Regions from separate parts of the Gossypium hirsutum genome. Here all the other regions are linked to region 2. Evidence: chromatin contacts called from public Hi-C data. All regions are on one chromosome and are shown on one strand. The core of a region is the stretch at or near the end of the contact, and the rest is flanking DNA. Distances in the headings are between cores, read along the strand shown.

Region 1 (4,207 bases), core at 656-3,155, 210 kb after region 2:
TTCTAATTTATTTTAATAATAATTAATTATATTGTTAGTATTTTAATTGAAAATATTGAATATAGATATTAAAGATAACAAAATAACAAAATAATAAGTAATCAATAAAGGGTAAAGTAGTCATTTTTATTTAAAATTCATTTAATAAATAAGTCTTAGGGGGTTAGTGGATTTTTTTTTATCAAACCTTAGAGGGAGCTGGTATTTTTCAAACCATAGCAATATACTTTTCCTTTAAAATAATTAAACATATAAATACACCTATAACACATTTGACATAAACAAATTACTATAAAAATATATAAAAATAATATTTAGGTTTAAACTCACACCCAAATGATCTTAAACCCTTTAATTTTTAAAAATATAAAATTATTAAAAATAAATAAACTTACAATAAAATTTGTTAAATTAAAAAAATAATTAATAATAATAATTAGATTTAAAATTTATTTTAAAACTTGAAATTTTCAAAATCCAATATTAATTAAAAAAAACATGAGAACTTTTTGTTCTTTCTTCTTTGCACAATTCTTTTAAAACTCAAACAATAAATAATTATTTTTGCTTATACTATATTGTCAATGAAGCTCAAGATTTTTAGAATCGAAATGGTAGGTAAACCAGTCAGATCATCGGTAACCAATTCGACCACCAGTTTGATTGATTTGACTAATTCATGAGTCAATTGATTTGACCCTTTATTTCGAATTGATACTCCCAATTAATTTTTGATCCAATTAGTTTAACAGGCTGGTCCAATTTTTTCCTATAGGGTTCATAGAAATTAAATCTAATTGAGCCTAGTTGTTTACATGTATGATATCAATATAGTATATATTTGTACAATAGTTAGATCACAATGATTTGCAATTTTGGTCTCAAATAGTATAAAGATTTCTTCATATTATTTAAAAGAGTTCATGCTTTAGATTCTTTTAAAATTTGAAAGATAATATTATTGTTATTGTTTACATTATAATATCCATGTCTATATAAAGTTTATAAAAAAAATTCAAAAATAGATTTTTAACAAAAATAAAAAATAAAAAAATGGTTTAATTGGTTCTTGGGGTCAATTGGTATAATGTCTTTCTTCGAACAGATACCTCGACCGATTTCTAATTTGATTGGCCAGTTCGATCCAGTTCAAACAACAATATTCAAGTCCTCCTAAATAATTATTTAAAAAAATATATTTTTAAAATTTACAATTAGTTGAAATCTAAATTTAAATTTGAATCATTTAAATAATTCAAAATATTAAATGTGAATTCCCAAAGAATTTGAAAACCCATAAAATTTTAAAATCCAAATTTTAATTTCCAAAGGCTGCCTAACTAAATTCGTCTCCAGCTAACAACTTAGTTAAAGCTAGTATAGACTAGATAGGATAGATGTTAACCGTCCATGTGTTTATTCTCGGAACCTTCCAACTAAAGGGTTAAAAACTTGAAATAGGGTGCGAGGTAAAAGCATAGGCTCCAATTGTAGCAAAGTATTATATAATATTTTATTTTTATTTTGAAAATGGGACAAACATTCTAAATTATTCTTTAAATTTTAAAATATTTCAATTAAGTTTTTTTTAGCCAGTTTAAATTTGATGTAGACTATATTCAAAACAGGTGTGTATTTATTAGTTTCAAATTTGAGATGGAATTTAATAAAAAAAACTAAATAATTAAAGGGATAATATATAATTTAGCCCTTGAACTTTGTTGATTTGTACTTATTAGCTAGTTTTAATTTTGTTCAGGCATCAAAGATAAATTATAACAAACATGTAGGGGGGATTAGATGGCCAGGGGTAGTATTGTAACATTCTAAGAAATAAACAGAATATTTTATAATTAAAAAACTAAAATATCAATTGAGAAGGTTTGATGCAATTAAGGTAAGAAATAATGAGAGAATAAAATTCCAAAGAGAGGAAAAGAAAAAGGTGAACAACGACGAAAATCATAAATTGTGTTTGGGAATGTAAGGAAGGGTGTTTAGTTGCATCGTAGGCAGTGAAATCCGTTAGCGCTTGGTCCTTGCTGCCGGAGACATATGTCCCTGTTCTTCCTTGCATTTGGTCACGACAAAAGCCCTCTCTCTTCACTTTTCTTATTCCTTTTCCCCATCTCAGTGCTAATTACTAATTACTCCTTAATCATTATTTTTAACACCAACAAATCCCCGTCCCTGGTTTTGGAACATCCCTCAAAATGCGTACATTTGGTGCTTACTATAGAACCATTATTGTCCAAATGATTGAGCTCAAGGAATGTTGTTTCAAACTTCTTTGTAAGCATTCAAAATTCCAAGCGAGATTAAAAGATGTTTGTTGAATTTTTACATCAAAAGACTTGAAAGGAAAAAGGCTATACAAATCCTATGGCCCTGATCTCAGTCATTGTATACCCAAACCATTGAAAGGAAATCTTGCAACTAAAAAGAGCAAATATATCATGGAAATCATCAATATGGGACCTACCGATTACCATTTTAACCCCGAGATTTCATTTCAATTTAAATTTAAATTTAAATAAATATATAAAAAAAAAAAGAAAAGCGGAAAAGACAAAACAAAGAAGCGTCAGGTAAAGCAAGGAAGGGATGTTCGGTCTTAGGACTGTACCTGTCTGAAGCATCAACAAAAGCCGCGCCAGATTGCGTGTATCTCGTCCTTCTCTTTCTCTTTACACGCTACCCAATAAAACTCATTTTTATCAAATGACCATCTTACCCTCTCCCTTTCCCCATTGCCTTCAACCTTCCCATTTTCTTCGTTCTGTCTTTCATTTTCACAACCCAAAGAACTGAGAAAGGATTAGGTAAAATTTTGTGAAAGGAAATTAGAAACCAAAAACTAATAATAATAATAATGTCGAGATCGTCTTCTGCGTCGGCGACGGCGCCGTTTCCAGCTATCAAACCGGAGGATTACAAGCATAGCCCTGTTCACTACGCTGTCGTTTTGCGTGATCATACTACTTTGAATCGACTGGTTTCCACGCTGCCAAAGCTGGCTGATCCTGCTCAGATCCACACCGAGTGCGACTCACTCAGTCAAGAGCGTGTAGCTGACCAAATTTCCGCCGTTCTCGACCGCCGAGATGTCCCTTTCCGTGAAACTCCTCTCCACCTCGCGGTCCGCCTTAACGACGTCGTTGCTGCTAGAACTCTCGGTATTGCTGGTGCTGACGTGTCGCTCCAGAACGCTGCGGGATGGAATCCTCTCCAAGAAGCACTCTGTCGCCGAAGCTCCGACATTGCGTTGGTTCTTTTGAAACTCCACCACCGCTCCGCCTGGTGCAAGTGGCGCCGCCGTTTACCTCGCGTAATTGCCGTCCTCCGCCGAATGCGTGACTTCTACATGGAAATCTCCTTTCACTTCGAAAGCTCCGTAATTCCGTTCGTCGGAAAAATCGCTCCTTCCGATACCTACAAGATCTGGAAACGCGACGGTAATCTCCGAGCTGATACTTCATTAGCAGGCTTCGACGGCTTGAAAATCCAACGCGCCGATCAAAGCTTCCTCTTCCTCGGCGATGGCGATCACCTCCACAACATCCCTTGCGGCTCATTGCTAGTCCTCAACCGCGAAGATCGCAAAATCTTCGACGCATTCGAAAATGCCGGAGCTCTGATGAGCGAATCCGACATTGCGGGTTTTTGTTCCCAAACGAGTGTGTACCGACCTGGAATGGACGTAACCAGAGCGGAACTCGTCGGAAGAACTAACTGGAGGCGCCAAGAGAAAACAGAGAGCGTCGGTGAATGGAAAGCCAGAGTTTACGAAGTACATAACGTGATATTCAGCTTTAGGTCACGAAAAGTTGCGGATTCCGAAAACGATGTCGCCGGAAGTGAACAAGTGTTACCCTTAGAGCTCGACGAAGACGATGACGGTTTCTTAGTTTGCAAAAATCCCAATTTCGCAATGCCTGATAGAAGAAGACACAGTAGCTTCGTGAGAGAAGACAGAGAGTGGATTTCGGTAGGGAGGAAGAGCGTTGACGTTTTCCCTTCTTCAGCCGCGACGATGCCTCCTAGAAGATCGACGTCTTTTGCAACGGCGAAAACGGTGGTGCCGCCTCCACAAACAAAGGAGAAAGAGTACGTTCGAAGTTTACGACCGTCAGTTTGGTTAACGGAACAATTCCCATTAAAGACCGAAGAATTGCTACCTTTACTTGATATTTTGGCTAACAAAGTG
Region 2 (3,989 bases), core at 204-2,703:
TAGATGCAGCAGATGCACTAACTGAATTATCATAAAACTATTAACCCATTGAGTCCATGAAAGAGTTATTCGTTATAAAACTTGGATTTAATAATCATTTAACCATGAAAATGAACCATATTGTTAGGGTCTTTCCAAGATAGTAGGGGCGTAACTAAGAGGCCGGTCCCTAAAATGGAAAATTTTTCATTTAGAGCCTTTACAATTTTTAAAATTTTAAATTAGTAAACATAAAATTGCACTTTGCCCCTCTTAAAAATAAAAAATTTGATTTAATCATTTAAAAGTTATAAAGATATAGGCTATTAAAATGGTTAAATTGCATTTTTACTATCGTAAAAATGACAATTTAATTTCGAACCCTAAAATTTTGTTCTGATTCTGCCCCTGCAAGATAGTCTATGAAATAAGAACCAACAAATTGAGAAGTATAAAGGATCAAGGATAAAAACTAGGGATATACTCACGTACCAAATTGAGAAGTAGCTTATAAGGTTTTCCTTGTTATCAAATTTAGCATTAGTTGAGATCTTACTAAAAATAGTAGTCATAAATGCAAATGTCTACCGATGGAAAAATTGTCTACTGTTCAAGCATTTACCTTCAGATCTAAGAAACTCAAAAACTTTCCCACTAAGCTGTAGTTATCTAACTATATACAATGATGAAACCAAAAGAGCACACATTATCTTAAAATGAAAGCTGCATTTTGAGCTAATGCTAAGCTTTCAAGATTTTATATGTACTTTCCTTTGTTCTTTTCTACTTTAACCTTGTCTTCCGAACCAACATTAAGTAAATGATGAACAAAAAGTAAGCATAAATAAAGGAATGTTAGCATGATTACCAAGAGATAAGGAATGGTTCATTTAAGTAGTTATAAACACTGATAATCAAGTTGTCATTAGTAACTGCATCGATATGAGGCCCTGGAAACTGCCCATTTATTAAGATCCCCTGCAATACAGTTTTTCCACATTCCAATCCATTACTCAAACACTTGCTAAACTAGTAGCTTTTAGAAACCAAAAAAAGAAGCCCAGAAAAGAAGAAAGAAAGTACCTGTTGCTTAACTCCAAGAGGGTAAATATCACCGTAGGTGACTTTCCAAGTGATATAACGATAAGGGTTTTCTCCATTAACGCCGAGGAACAAAATGCAAGCAATGAAGCAACAAAGGATAAGCTTGCTGTCTCCCATTTTGTTGACTTCGTTTACTTACTTTAGGATACAAAAGAAAAACAGGAAAAAAACAGGAATCCTGTTTTTGCAAAGTGTTAGATAAAACACAGATCTATAAAAAGTTTAAGGCACCATTGTTGTATCCTTTTTAAATCTTTCTTTCCCTCAGTTTATTCGGGGTTATTAGAATGAGTATGGAGGCAAAAGCAGAGGTCTGTTTTGTATGCAAGTGAAAAAAAGCGTTTTTTTTATAAGATCACATTGCATAATAGCTGTCAATGGGTTCCAATTGAATGCAATTGAATCTAGTGAGAAGCGGTGGTCCCAGCTTAATCATGTCCCTATTTAGCATCACATGGGTCGAGTTCATATGGTGGGACCGTCAGTAGCCGCTTGATATTAGCCCCTTCAGAACTGATAAAACGAGCTTGTGATATATGGAACATTGTTAGTAAAGGCTGTCAAGTCTAAGCAACAAGACAGGAATCAACCCCAATCACGTGCAAAGCTTGGACTTGCCTAAGTTCATGTGCCCATTGTCCGAATTTGGTAGCGAACAAGACTGTTGTGTTTTGATACTGATGCCGTCTTCCATTTTCCATTGCAATGGCACCATTAACAGACTGGAGAAAATGGTCAAAGAAAGAACCATTATTAGATTAAAGAACTTTCATGTTTAGATTACTTCGTGCAATACTCTGTGATGAATAAAATATATCGGCGAACAATACGGCGAGAAAAATGGTTGAAACATCCAATACCTTTCACATGGTGACAACCTAGGAAGAAATAGAACTATATCACGGGGTTCCATCCAACGGCCAGGTTGGCTGCTTTGAGAGTGGTTCACTATTATTGCAGTTGCAGAATGTTGATGGGTGGTATTCTTTAATCAACAAATGGCAAAGCATAAGATCCAACAATGAGGCGAGGCCACTGCAGTTGAATTAGATCACCCCATAGCTTTGGTGCACCTACAGGGATTGGGGAAACCAAACAATATGTAAAAGCTCCGGGATTATACTGTCCTTTATTGAAAACGGAGATAATGTCCATGCACTTAACATCTATATGAGGAGAGAAATGGATATTAAGGCTTAAAGGAAGTAGAAAAAAGTTAATGAATGCGTCTTACAGAAAATAAACCCGGCTCCCCATCGAAAGTCCAAAGTGGTAATGGAGATGGTGAGAGATGGCTTCAAAAGATGCGCGGTCATGCAGAAGCAGACGAGGAGTGGTTATATATTTGTACAGAAGATTAGGGTGTTCGGTGTGATTGGGTCCAAATCGCATTTTGTTAAGAATTTATTTTCCTCTCGTAATTCATGAAATAAAAATTTATTTAAAAGACTGGAAAAGCATGTGAAAAAAAATATCAGACTCTGACTCTAAGTTATCACTATTTGTCATTCTTCGCAGTTCATACAATAGTTTCTAAAAAAAGAGTAAATTTAATTACTTAATTGTTTAAATTGATTACTGCCTCACCTAGTATTTTTTTTAACTTTGGATTAGAATTAGTGATTTTTCTATAGTTAGTTTAAAATAGTTTTTTTGATTTATTTGCAACGCATGTTAAAATCTGGATGCTCAAGATGGTGTCAAGTTTGCTATAAATAATGCGCAAAAGTTGCTCTGTTTTAGTTTTCAAAAACAGAGTATCGTCTTTCTCCAACTTTTTATTTTATTTAATCTTAATGAGGTTTATATTCTATGTTATAATCTTGCTTAATTTGCTGAGCTTATAATATATGCTTTAAAATCAGTGGCGGACCCTGTATCCTAATCACGGAGACCTAGCTAAAATTCAATGGTTGGGGTGAAAATAGTAATTTATAGACCGAATTGATCTAATTCAGTTAATCGTTCAGTTAAAATTTTTTAAAAATTTTAATTAACCGTTAATTCAGTTTAAAATCGAATAATTAACCGAATTAACTGAACTTAATAAATAATATTATGTATTATATGTATTAGGCTATTACTAGTTCGGTTAATTCGGTTAAATAAACATTATAAATTTATTTATTTTGACATATTTTATGCTTATTTTAACAAAAAGCTATATAAATTTCGATTCGGTTCGATTCACTGTTTGGTTGACTAGCATTACAAGTATCATTACTTTTTCTCTTTAAAAAAATATCAATTGTTTTACTTTTTCATTTTTTGCAATCCTGAAATTTAATTTTATAAAATTATAAAAAAATTAAAATAACTGAAATATCCTGTAACAATAAGAATTAAAAAAAATGAGAAGACTTCATCGAAAACAAGTGAAAGAAAGCGGAACAAGTCATACATATGGCTAAAAAGCAAATAAATAAATGAAAAAAAAGCATATAAGTAACTAGCATCTAAAAAATATTAAACTTTTAGGTGCAAATTGATTTTCCAAATTCTACTAATAAACTATCGAGACATCTAAATACCTCTTTTTCATTAAAAAATAACACACTGGTAGGTTGAGGATATATCATTTAACCGATGAAAATGCCAGTATATAAACGGTAAGCTCAAAATTTGTATTAACTCTGCAATAGTCAAGAAAATAAGACAAGATGAAAAAATGAAAGAAACGGTAGAAATTCGAATTTTTTACTCTCAAATTTAGCTTAATCTTTTCATATTTTTAATACATAATATGAAGAAAAATTAGAAAGTCTTAAACCTTGGGCGGCATGGCCCTCTAAGTCTCTTAATGGCTCTGATGTTGATGGCCCTCCCCATCATCTCCAACATGACTCTTTTTTCTTGAATTGCAAATTTTATATGCACCTGCAAAATGCATCACCTTGAAGCTATGA
Region 3 (4,360 bases), core at 603-3,102, 180 kb after region 2:
TTTTAAAAGCCAATAACTTAAATGAAAACTTTTGAATATTTAACTAAAATGTAACCTGTTTTTGTTAAATAAACCCAAAATTTAGTGGCTAAGTTCATAAGAAATCATTTTGAAATGGGATTGCGATTGGGGCTGGCCAGACCCACGTGCATGTATTGAAGAGGGATTTTTTCCATTTCCAGTTTTGAGAATTTTGATATTGTTGGGCCTAGTCTAGGCCTGTTTCCCTAAATTCTAATGATATATATTCTTCCATATTCTACAAAATAGTTAAAATTTAATTCCAAATAATATGATAAATCAAAATTAATTTATGTGACAAAATTGGAATTTTTTAAATGATGTACACTTTATTTATTATTAAAGCACTTTTTAACTTGAGTTTAAATAAAAAAAATTTTGGTAAACAAACAGCTTTTCAAATCAAACCTTGATTTTAAATTAAAATTTTAATCCGAACTAAAAAAAAGTCAAAATTTTTAGTTTTTGAAAAATTATTTCTCCATGAAGTTACATTTTTATCTCTCATTAAATCTTTCATTTTACAACATCATATTTAAAATTGTCATTTTATATTTTCAAAAACACATTTTTGTTAGCAATGATAAACACTATCAAATTTTCTAATGCACTTTTTACAAATTATTTTTCACATAAATTTTCAATAACATTTTTTAACCTCAATAGTGAACTAGTCCCAACTCAAATATTCAAGACAAAAAAAAGTTTTAAAAAACTGTAAAAAGAAGAAGAAGAAACATAGGCCTAATTATCTCTTAATTTTTTATTCCTTGAACTTTTGAAATAGTTTCAATTTCAAAAAGTAGAATGCCCCATATTCAAATTTAACATAAATCTACTAAGAATTATACTAATTTAATTTTAATTTTTAAATTCAAACAAGTAAAAAGATTAAATTTTAAAATTTTCAAAATGTATAATAAATGATGGCAAAATTAAACTTTTGAATTAAACCAAAATTTTTTTTATATTTATTTTATTAATATTTTTTATTACTAAGGTTACAGTTCACTTAATTAGACTTTTAAATTCATATTAGGTTCCAATTATTATCATTTTAGATTTATCATCACTTAATTATTATTATTATTATAATTAATTGGAATTAATATTTAACACTAGATTCATTAATAAAGTATTTTTATTCAATTAGTAACTAAATAAGTATTCAAAATTTTAATTTTGGTATTATTTAATATTTCATTTTTCAATCCAAGAAAAATCCAATTTTCATTATTATTTTATATGCTGGGTTAAAGTGTTTGATACTTTTATTTAATAGTATTTATTACGAATGTTTTTTTATTCCTGTGTTTTTGTTTCCATTACAGTAAAAAACTCATATTTCATTATTATTTGGTGCTTCATACTTTTATTATTATATCATCTTTAATAATACTTATAAAAATTATGAATTTTTTTGGCATAATATTTTGAAATATTATGTCTATCACCTAATAATTATTTTTATTATGGCAAATTATAAGGAGATTATTAATATAATTTTTTATTTAAAAAGAAAACATCACAGTAAACAAATTATTTGTTTTATCGTACACCACTCAACAAAGTTTGTCAAAGACTTTCCATTCAATATTCATTCTCATGGCAAGGTTGGCTATACCTTCTGCTATTCTGTTCTTTTGTTTTGATACATGTACCACTCGAAATTTCTCTATCCGTTCAAATAAATCATTTACTCTCTCCCTTGACAAATTTTGGTCTCGGGTATGACCGCTCATTAGGTTAACTGTCTTTATACAGTACATCTCTAAGACAATCTTCTTTAACTCCCTTCTCTCACGCTAGCTTAACTCCCTCAAAAGCCCCCCACAACTCACCTTCTAACACCCGGCAAATTCCTATTTTACGGAAAAACCCCATAGCCAATGTCCCCCATTGTCCCTGGCCACTCCCCCTACTGCAGCAACAAACGAGCCAACTCCCACTGCTGCATCAGTATTTACCTTTATCCACTCTCCTTCCGGCACCTCCCATCGTATCCCCACTTCTCCCCTGCTTATGCTATCCAAACCCTTTCGAAATAAACATCCAGCAGTACCAACCTTATCCGCAAGTCGCAAACACCACCGCAGAAATCCTTCTTTCTCTTCAAAGTTAGGATAAAAAGCCCTTTTGTTTCGCCAACTCCATAGGCCCCAACAAATAATCCCAAAAATCACATCCCAATTATGTTAATGAGCATCCCAAAAATCCGGTCTAGATATGTTAATGAGTATCCAATCTTTGAAGCTCAAAGACATGAATTCAGTAAGTTTCGAAGGTTGAGTAACAATCGACCAAGTTGTAACAGCCCTAAAACAAAGCCTCAACACATAATCCATGTCTTCCACCCTACATCCACAACCGTTGCAAACTTGCCTCCTCTGCCATATATCTCCGCACTCTTTCTGCATTTGTGAGGAGTCCGTCATACAATACTAGCCATAGGAAAGATCTCACCCTTTGTGGTACTTTTAGCCTCCATGCCGCCTTCAACGGAAAGTCATTTACCATCATTCAATCTTTGAGATTATTAATATTGATAAAATTTAATCAATGATATTTGTATTTTTTAAATTTAATTTCCATCCAAAGTATTTTTAATAATTTAATTAGTTTTTATATTTTAACGGATGATAATACATTTTATTTTTCATTATATTTTTAAATTATCATTAGAAAAAAATTTATCAATATATTATTAATTATAATGTGATCTAACAAAAGTAGTATTAATTAACTATTAACTAACATGATAATATATTAATGTGAAATTAATTAATTTTTAAAATATTTTTAAAAGTTCTATCAAAGTAATAATATCATAAAATTATTTTAAATATATATTATTAATTAATAAAAATTTACTTTATAAATTTTTGAAGTAATTAAAAATAATAAAAGTCAAACTTTATTTTCCCTACGAAGCAGCCATAAACTCTTTTTACAATTTGATTTCAATTTCTTTAATAAGACATGCATATATATGTATATGTAGTATATAATTATTGTTTGATATGTTTGGTTATTATTATTTGGGGGATAAATTCTAAAATTATATACGAATTATGGTTTAATGTGTAATTGCACACATGAATTTTGATTTTGTGTAATTTTATATATAAAATTTTGATTTGATCCAATTTTTGTAAATTGATATAACATCATTTTATATTTATATATTGCATACATAAATAATTATATATCTAATATAAAAATAATTTGATGTATTTTTTCTTTAAATGTGTGCGATTAAATCAAAATTAAAGTTTCAAGTATACATTTGAACCACAATTAGAGTTTCACGTTTTAAATTAAAGTTCATGTATACAAGTACACATTAAATCAAAATTAATGTATAATTTATTTTAGAATATCAAGAAGACAAAAATTTAAAATTTTCATCTTGATTTAAAAAATGAAATGGAAATGCAATGTGACTACCACGAGGTGGATTATCAGGAGCACTCGGTTAAATTGAAAAATAGAAAACAAAATTAAATTGAAGTGGTAGTTGAGGCCTATTTAGACAGTCTTCTTAAGACAGATTCGGTCGCTCCTTTGAGTGCTAGAGAAACGTCGATTGACTATCTCCTAGTATACAACAACAAGATGACCTTAATTAAATCAATTGTGTAAAAATTTTAACATATTTCCATAAACTACGTTAATAAATGCAAAAGTTAAAGAGGGATTTACCAAAAAAAGCCAATTTTTTTATAAAATTACCGAAATAGGCCGGTTTTTTTAATTATTTACCGGACTGGGCCATTTCCCCCAAAATCGCGCCACGTCGGAGCGATGTCAGGGGACGGGGCAAAAGGTCGCGTCCACGTCAGAGCGACCTCCTGTCACTTAGCGCGATATCGGGAACGCGATTTTGACCCTGATTAAACGCTTTTAGGGTTTAGGGTGCAGGCTTTTTAAGAGTTAGGGGTCCAGGAAAAATTTTTTTCGAGTTGACGTTTCTGGTAATAGTGGGAAATTGCTTCTACTAGGATGCTATTTAAGAAGAAATTGTGAAATAGTGGCCTCGTGGACGCGATTTCGCTACAGTGGTCATGTGAGAAATAATTTTTTTTTGACGTTTTCTGAGGAAATAGTATAAAATCGCTGATACCAGGATGCTATATGAGAAGAAATTGTGAAATTGCGCCCTCGTGGACGCGATTTCGCTACAGTTGGTCATGTAGGAAATAAATTTTTTTTGACGTTTCTGAGCAAATAGTGTCAAATCGCACCCTCGTGGACGCGATTTCGCTACAGTAGCAAGTTTGGGCTGAGGCTATAAATTAGGCAGAGAATTTTCTTAGAATGCATAACTTAGAGCAGAAAC

What was found. A called contact is a pair of places that touch in the nucleus more often than the background predicts.
Region 1: a Hi-C map of hypocotyl shows a contact between it and region 2, with 1.8 times the contacts expected there. The contact joins the promoter of LOC107901957 here to the promoter of LOC107900589 in region 2. A contact is called at or near these places in 2 of 34 Hi-C or Micro-C datasets (hypocotyl and leaf).
Region 3: a contact with region 2 is called in a Hi-C map of leaf, with 2.9 times the contacts expected there. The contact joins the enhancer-like site here to the promoter of LOC107900589 in region 2. A contact is called at or near these places in 4 of 34 Hi-C or Micro-C datasets (all in leaf).

The regions. Positions count from the first base shown.
Region 1 is chrD06:56,653,147-56,657,353 of Gossypium_hirsutum_v2.1, reverse strand. LOC107901957 (ankyrin repeat domain-containing protein 13C) reads left to right here and starts at 1,905. Exons shown (of 2, transcript XM_041095927.1): 1 at 1,905-4,207. The coding sequence starts at 2,873.
Region 2 is chrD06:56,859,037-56,863,025 of Gossypium_hirsutum_v2.1, reverse strand. It overlaps LOC107900589 (L-ascorbate oxidase homolog), which reads right to left and starts at 1,453. Exons shown (of 9, transcript XM_016826245.2): 1 at 1,063-1,453; 2 at 848-957. The coding sequence starts at 1,200.
Region 3 is chrD06:56,681,718-56,686,077 of Gossypium_hirsutum_v2.1, reverse strand. No RefSeq gene overlaps it. Among protein-coding and RNA genes, the nearest start is that of LOC107901959, 25 kb to the right of the region's middle. Within about 2 kb of position 1,852, at least 5 of the 9 cell types and tissues checked have an H3K27ac peak or open chromatin away from gene starts, as enhancers often do. A contact at or near this core is called in leaf, where this site is marked.